Regions from separate parts of the Zea mays genome. Here all the other regions are linked to region 3. Evidence: chromatin contacts called from public Hi-C data. All regions are on one chromosome and are shown on one strand. Each heading gives the region's core, a stretch centred on a gene start, on an enhancer-like site or on the middle of the called end of the contact. The rest is flanking DNA. Distances are from core to core; before and after follow the strand shown.

The links. A called contact is a pair of places that touch in the nucleus more often than the background predicts.
Region 1: a Hi-C map of bundle sheath shows a contact between it and region 3, with 3 times the contacts expected there. The contact joins two enhancer-like sites. A contact is called at or near these places in 2 of 25 Hi-C or Micro-C datasets (bundle sheath and endosperm).
Region 2: a Hi-C map of leaf mesophyll shows a contact between it and region 3, with 2.8 times the contacts expected there. The contact joins the promoter of LOC100277519 here to the enhancer-like site in region 3. A contact is called at or near these places in 2 of 25 Hi-C or Micro-C datasets (endosperm and leaf mesophyll).

What each region holds. Positions count from the first base shown.
Region 1 is chr4:51,754,415-51,757,187 of Zm-B73-REFERENCE-NAM-5.0, forward strand. No RefSeq gene overlaps it. Among protein-coding and RNA genes, the nearest start is that of LOC100276939, 12 kb to the left of the region's middle. Within about 2 kb of position 1,412, at least 17 of the 20 cell types and tissues checked have an H3K27ac peak or open chromatin away from gene starts, as enhancers often do. A contact at or near this core is called in bundle sheath, where this site is marked.
Region 2 is chr4:52,710,324-52,713,037 of Zm-B73-REFERENCE-NAM-5.0, forward strand. It overlaps LOC100277519, which reads right to left and starts at 1,371. Exons shown (of 3, transcript NM_001151053.2): 1 at 970-1,371. The coding sequence starts at 1,243.
Region 3 is chr4:52,254,225-52,256,978 of Zm-B73-REFERENCE-NAM-5.0, forward strand. No RefSeq gene overlaps it. Among protein-coding and RNA genes, the nearest start is that of LOC100284873, 63 kb to the left of the region's middle. Within about 2 kb of position 1,392, at least 17 of the 20 cell types and tissues checked have an H3K27ac peak or open chromatin away from gene starts, as enhancers often do. A contact at or near this core is called in bundle sheath and leaf mesophyll, where this site is marked.

The DNA.
Region 1 (2,773 bases), core at 162-2,661, 500 kb before region 3:
GGTTGTGCATCTTTACCCACAAGTCGTGTTACCCATTTGCCAAGGGATCGCGACTTCCCATTCATCTCTACCGAGGAGACGAGGCAAGGTCCCACTATGTAATACCCAAATTGTAAATAATGAGAATAGAGTTGATCTCCTTATTTGTGTGACCTCTATTTATTAGCACATGTGAACACCCACATTTAAAAGGAAATAATTAACAAATGACACATGAATAACATATGCATTATGCTAAAGTTATTTGATTGTGCATTAATAAATAATAAAAATAAAAGTATAAAAAACAATACATTGATGTACAAACTAGAATTTAAAACCTAATTTGGAATCAAAGCTTTAGAGTAAGAAAAGAAAAATACTATATAAAACCGAGAAATAAATATATAATTATATAAACCTCACCATACTGGGTTGCTCAAGTTATGCATTTAAAGGGAGCGAAATTCCACAACTAAATTTGAATTCAAATTCGAAATCTAAAATTTGAAAAGAAAAGGAAGGAAAATAAAAAGAAAAAATAAAAATAAAAAATAAGAAGAATAGGCGCCGTACGGGCTGAACTCAACCTATGCTGGCCCCTTTCCTTTTCCCCGTGGCCCAAACTGCACCGCTTCGCCATGGGACGGCCCAGTGCTAGCCGGTTCCACTCCGCGGATGCGCACGCCAGCTTCTCGATTGGCTGACCGCGCGGGCCCGCTGCCCAGCCTCTCCATCGGTGCGTACGTGATTACTCAGGGCACTGGCACCGCGGGCCCAGGCGTCAGTCTAAGCCCCATGTCATACCAGACCCAGCGCAACCTCCACGATTCTGGTGATCGTGAGCTCCAAAAGTCGTGCTTGCATAACCGTCGCGCTGCCGCGTTTGAGGCTATAACGGGGGTACCTGAGTCCCTAGATCATTGCGTTGCGCTTCCATAGAACAAATTCCAGGGTTGCTTGGCATCGTGCGGGCACCGTGTGCTGGAGAGACCGTCGCGTTGCCCTCACGTCACAGCGCGCGGAGGGAGACCCGACCACCGTGTAGCGGAAGTCACCGGTGTAACCTGTGTGGGGTTTCCGTGCTCGCGGGAGGGAAAGGTGATCAATCGGTACTGCTTCCTCACCGGGCTAGGGCTTCAACGCCAAACGGTGGCCGGCGCACAGGACCTCTAGTGAGAACAACCTTCTCTTTTCCATGTCACGACTCCCTGCCGATGAGACTCCTTGGGCGGGGATTCCGGGGCTCGGGTTGGTCGCGACCTAGAGCAGGCGCGGTGTCGTTGCCGCCGAGCCGGAGGTAGAAGATAACGCCGTTGCCGTGGATGGCGGAGCCAACGGTGCGAATTAAAGCAACACGATAGTGTTTGGCCTGGGTGAATGCGCCTTGACCGTAGATCGCTGATCGTGTGGACTGGGTTGATCGCAACGTTTAGCCGATCGGTTTGCCAGCGCATACCGGTTGGAGGTGGGAAGATGTAATCGTGGCCCTTTAGTACAAATCGAGCGGCCAACGTTGAGTCATACCTTTTCGAAGTCCATTTTAACATCAGAACCCTCATGAATTGTGAATTGAACCCGCCATCCTTCTCAGTGTGGAATAACCACGGATTGAGCCCGGGATTTTTATATGACAGACCCTGAACTCCCGTAAATTTATGAGCGCAGACCAGAGGCATGGGAATTGAATAAAACAAATTAGGAAAATGGTTTTCTAGGCATAAAAATAATGCTGGTTTCTATTTAATTCCTAGAAAATGCATTTTAACTCCTTTTTAGTCCATTCCAGTTGCTATAATTTTGTATTAATATTGTTTATCACTTAGTAACACTGTTTTAGCATGAAACCTATACTAAAATTGATCCCTTAATTATTTTTTACCAAACACATAAAACCTTTGGAAAATCATAATTTAAAATCCGTAAATCCGAATTTAGTGATTCTTGTTCATACGATCTCGTTACAATGCGCAGAATATTATTATGTATTTTGTACTCATGTTTGAAATGATGTTAATTTATCCTTTGTACCATGTTTGTTTGTATTGTGGCGAGTAGACGAGTCAGTGGCCGAGGATCTAGGTGTTCAGCAGGTAGAAGTTGTTGAGCAGGAGCTCATTGAAGGCAAGTTGTGCTCTTGACCACTTTTATTTATCCAATAATGTTCTCTATAGTCATTTTATCATGCATAAGCTTAATTTTGATGGGACCTAATAGGACACCCTAGTATGGTTATCTTTACACCTTGTTTACCCCTGAAATTTTGGGTAGTCTTGGCTATTGCTATATATGGTTTTGGGTGTTGAGATAACTACTACACATGATAATTTTTTATTACTGTTCTATTTCTGTTCATGATAAGACAATTATGTTAATTGGAACATCGAGCTTAACTTGAGAAACACGTGCCACCACAAGGGTGGAATGAGACGCCCTTGACTGACTAAGTAGGAAAGCTAGTGGAGGACTACCTTACCCGAAAGGGGCAAGAGCAGTAGGGGAGTAGGCGTGTAGGGAGGTTCTTGGGTTGATTTTACTGCGATGGCGGTCAGACGGGGGATTCCTGCATTGCTCTTCCTAGAAACTGTAGTGAGTTTTCTGAAGCTAGTGGAACTTTGTAAAGGCCTCATAGTGGATCCCTAACCATTCACCTCGGCAGTGTCTAAGGGCTTGCAAACCCAGGCTAGACGGGATACACGACTTGTGGGTAGAGGGTACAACCTCTGCAGAGTGTACTAGCCTGCTCGCGGTCATGAGCAGCTCAGGAATCTCACATGATTAATTAATAGAATTA
Region 2 (2,714 bases), core at 121-2,620, 460 kb after region 3:
TATAGTTATTTAGTTATGAATTTCTGAAGCTATTAAGCACTTAGACTAGATTAATTCAAATGAACAATTTTAATTCAAGTTTTATGGCTAAACAATGTTACTAGTTGATAGACAATATTAATACAAAATTATTGCAACTGGAATGACTCAATTTGGAGTTAAAATAAATTTAATATGATTTATACTTGTTTCTAGAATTTTTTTATATTAAAAATCAATTTCTATAATTATTTATCTATTTCTTTAGTTCTCTGGTCTACGCGCCAAATTCTAGAAAGGCCAGGGGCTTTCTCGCAAAAACCCCACAGACTCAGATCTAATGCGCTGATGGACGGCGGGTTGATTGGCCAGAAACAGAGGGGCTCGTTAGTAATTTTTATCAACTGAAGCGGTATCGGCCATCTCTGGCCATCCAATCAGAATCAGACGCGCCAGATCATAACGTGAACCGTTACGAGCCCGCGAGCGCAGGATCCCGATCCAACGGTCTACAAGTATGGTTTCCTTTCGCCCGCACATCCGATGATCATCGGCCGAGATTGACACGGCCGAATCGGTACGCTAGCTCACATCGTGAACGTTGATAATGAATCTAACGGTTGCGCATCAATCCGGCTGAGCGGCTACGGTCATCCGATCCCCACCGTACAACACGGGATCAACGGTCGTCGGCCTTCTTCTACCTCACCGGTTCTCTCTCTCTTCTTTTTTTTTCTCCAGCTAATCCGCTGCGGACGAGCGCCATGGACGCGACAACAAACTATTCCGAGCTCGCCATTCGAGCCCTATCTACCGCCCGGACGCCTCTGCTCCTACCTTACACGGCCACACATTCATCTTCTTTCCTACCCCCATGACCAGACTTGACGGCGCTACCCGACACACTTGTTGATAGACCAAAGCCCGAGCCTACAAACTGCTACCTGCACAGAAATATAAAGCGGAGACAGCTAGAGTGGTGATTCTCACTAGAATTCCCGACGCTCGGCTCGATTTGGCGATGAAGGCCCGGTCCGGTGAAATGCCGACCGCGCCCATCCACGGTTCGTCCGCCTGGCGTGCGCTGTGAAATCCCCACTGCAGTATAATTACGCCGAGACCCTTGCTTCCAGGTTGCCGTGTGGCAATGCTTCGCGCGTACTCCCCAGCGACTTTGCACGGCACCTTGCTTGAAGCCGCAGCTCCGCCAGAACCCGTACACTCGCGGCTCTCTCTCTCTCCGCATTCTCTCTACTAGGGCCATGTTTGTTGCTGCAGCCTAGGATTGGTCACGAGTGGAGAAAGGAGCATGGCGCGCCGCTTTTAACCATGGAGTCTTGGACTCCTGAGTCGAACGCCGAGGTCTCCGCGATTACGGTTGAATCCCACCGCGCACGGAGTCTGCGATGCCCTCCGCCAGCTACGGGTAGAAGACCCCTTCTCTGCCTCTGGTAAACCGGACCCACCAGTCATCCACGTCGCGCGCGCAAGAGGAAAGGAAAGTACTGACTCGGTGGGGCCACATGACAGCGACGCAAGGAGAATGACACTCGATTAGGTGCCCGACACGTGGGTCCACCAGGTCAGGAGAAATGGCTGCGGACGGTTGGTTAGTGGGCCGACCCAGGAAAAGCCAGCCCAAGCCGTGAATTTCTCTTTTTTCCTTTTTCTTTTCTTTTTCTTTTCTTTCATAATTTCTGTTTTCAAATTCTAATTTTCAAATTTGAACTTGTCTCACAACTTTGAACACAAATGCAAAAATACAAGAACCCAGCATATAATGCATATTTAATTTATACATTTATTTACACTAGTTAATAGTTCACTTGAGCCCATTTTTGGATTATGCAATAAGAAGTAAACCAAAACAAATAATCCCATAACCCCTTTTTTTATTTATAATACCCAATACTTATACATTTTTATAAATCCAATTATTTGGGTATTACAAATCTTACCCCACTTACAAAGAATCTCGTCCCCGAGATTTAGGAAGGACTAGGGAAAAGATGGGAAAAATCTATGCGAAGCTCTTCTTCTCTCTCCCAAGTAGCTTCATTTTCTCCATGATGGCTCCATTGCACTTTGCACATCTTAACAACCTTATTTCTTGTAACTCGAGTCAAAGTTTCAAGAATCTTGGTAGGATATTCCGTATACGTTAGATCATCTTGAACACTAAGATCCTCCATTGGTAGTTGCTCCTCAGGTACCCTGAGGCTCTTCTTTAGTTGTGACACGTGGAAGACATCATGTACATTCGCAAGATGATCGGGTAGTTCTAGTTGATATGCCACTTCTCCCACTCGCTTTAAGATCAGGAAAGGTCCAATGAAGCGAGGGGACAATTTTCCTTTAACTTTAAATCTCCTCATACCCTGGATCGGTGACACCTTTAGATACACGTGATCACCCTCCTTAAACTCCAGCAGTCTTCTCCGGGTATCAGCATAGCTCTTCTGTCTTGATTGTGCAATTCTCAAATTCTCTCTTATCATTCGCACTTGTTCTTCTACCTCTTGTATAAGTTTAGGCCCAAAGAACCGCTTTTCACCAGTTTGATCCCAGTATAGAGGAGTCCTGCATTTTCTACCATATAGAGCCTCAAACGGTGACATCTTCAAACTGGCCTCGTAGCTATTATTATAAGAGAACTCCGCATATGGTAAGCTCTTATCCCAACTTCCACCATGTTTAAGAGCACAAGCTCTTAACATATCCTCCATCACTTGGTT
Region 3 (2,754 bases), core at 142-2,641:
AATAGCCGAGCATGATAAAGGAGCTGGAGAACGACGACGGACCCAAGCAGAGGAGCTCACGCGCGCACAGGGAAGAACTCATGGCAACCAGCAAGCAAATCGACGCCAGCGAGGGAGCTAGGACGCGGGTGTAGAACACAGAAGTGGGAGGTGCGGCCTGAGGACAAGCATAGGACTTCGCGGTGATGTGGGCGATGGGGACCTGCTCTTCTTCCGCGACACCACCGTTGAGCACGTCCGTCACGGCTGCGGCCATGGGGGAGGGACGTCGAGGGAGAGCACAGCAGGGAGCAAGGCGAGGCCACGGCGGGTGAGCTCCATGGCGCGGACAGAGAGGGACTCGGCGAGCTGGAGCTGGAGGTCGAGGGACGCCATGGGGAAGCCGCGTGGGCACTTACAGGCGACATGGACATACCAAGGAGGTGCGGCACAAGGAAGGAAAGGCAGGGGTGAGCGCCAGGGAGGAGAGAGGCTGAGACAGCGCGGCACACAAGGAAGATCCACGGCTGGGGAGGAGCGACCGAGCAGAGGAGGACCATGGACGGGACGTCGAGGGAGCTCGGCATGGGCGCGGCTGGGGAAGACGGCGTGAGCTGAAGCAAGATGCAGGGACGCGGCTGACTCCGCGCTGAGCTCCAAAACCGCGCTTGATGGATGGTCTGATGGCCGGAGGACGAGCGCCATGGGAGATGGGGCGCCGGCCAGAAGAGCAACGGGAGAGAGAGAGGAGCAGGGAGGGCGCGTGGACGGGCTCGGCCATGGAAGCAGAGAAGGAGCGCGCGCGTAGTTTAAAGCCCACAAATTTGTGTAAAAATAATAAATAAATAAATGAAGAAATAAAATAGTAAATTTCGATATCCCAAATTATATTTGGGCTTCGAATGTTGAGGATTGAATTTTGAAATCAAGAAATAACTTAGAAAAGAAGTAATAGAAAGAAAATTGTATTAAAGTCATTTACTATTTGAATAAATTACAAGGAGTAAAAGTATTATTCAGGTGAGACTTGTGATTGATATTTAGGAGTTTGAAGTTCAAACATGATTTTAAATTCAAAAAGGAATTTAAAAATGAAGGAGAAAAAAAAGAGAGAAGGGGAAAAAATAAATTAAAAAATATTGCAAATAGTAATATTTATATTTATATTATAATTATGTTGGATATTGGAAATCTAAAATTTAAAACAAAGATTTGGAATTGGAAGTTTAAATAAAATAAAAAGAAAACAAAACAAAAAAAATAGAAAAAGAAAAAGAAAACTCACCATAACTACCTGGGCCGATTTCTTCTGTCTTCGGTCCATCTCCTTTTTCCACTCCTGCACTGCATCCGTGCGCTTGGCCCGTTTCACTTCCATATGGGCCCCGCTCGCCAGTCTCCCAACCGCATAACACGCGCCGGCTTGTGCGCGTTGGATCCCCGCCCTGTGGGCCCAGTCGTCAGCTCGTTCCCCTACCTCAAACAGAACGTGATTCCATCGCCGCGCGCACCGCGAGTCGGTATCTCGCCGCGCCGTTCTCACCTGGATCTCCGCTCGGCCGTTGGGGCCGGTTCCGTGGCGCGTTGGATGCGGACCCCCCTAGTTATAAAGCCGTGCCGCTCCTTCTCCCTCTCGTCCCAATTCGCCCGAGCTAAAGCCAGTCGCCAACGCCAAAACAGAAGGGAGATCCGGGGTTGGGTGCGTCCGCCTATGCCGTGTCTGTCCACGCCTGGGGGAAGCTCGGAGGTTCTCTTAAGCTCGGGGATCATGTCTGTGGTATGGCCAAACCGCGGGAGTGCGTGCTGGCGAGGTAATTTCTTGTCGGAGCAAGTGCGACGCCGCTGTTCCGCCATACTGCGTCAACGACCATGCCCGTGTTGCCACCCGCGGTATGATCCTCCCTTGCGTACTTCCCACGATTCCCGCATCGGTTTTGGCACATCAGTTTTCGTGTTGGGGGTTGGCGGGGCCAGAGCCTGTCGCGCTGGCGGGGCGCCGCTCGGGGAATGGGGCTCGGACTCATGTGCCCTGGCAGCCGCCTTGGGGAAGAAGATCTTGTGACCATTGATTCCGTAATGGATGGCCTGGATTATATCATGGATACCCCTTCATTTCATAAAGATCTGGTCGTTGATCGAGTAGTGGACGACAGGGATTAAGTCGTAGATACCCCTTCAACTTTTTAAATATCGGCCCTCCATCTCTGATCGTGCGGCTCGGCTATGTCCATACCCCTTCGGCCTGAGCGTTATACAAAAGAGCCCATGTAGTTCATTAAAATCAACCTACCATCCACGCGGGGTGAATATGAGTCTTAGGGAAATTGTGATTTAGGCCCCTGTGTTTCTCTATTTTTATGCGCCCAGTCTAGAGCTCAGGAAAAACAGATAAATAAGTATAGAAATCGATTTTTAATGCAAAAATAAATCCAGAAACTTATATAATTCATATTAAATTTAGTTTAGCTTCAAATTAATTCATTCGAGAGACATTAATTTTGTTTTAATATTGTCTACCACTTAGTACCTCTGTTTAGCAATGAAATATGAATTAAAATTATTCATCTGAATTAATCCATACCATATACTCAATAACTCCAGAAATTCATAACCCAATAACCGTAACTCCGTTTTTATCCATTCTAGTTGCATTAGTCTCACAATAATATTTATTATCATCTGGTAACTTTGTTTTTAATGAAATATAGGTTCAAATTTTGCACATAGTCTATTCTATATTTAACCACGTGGATCTTCGGAAAAATCATAACTTTA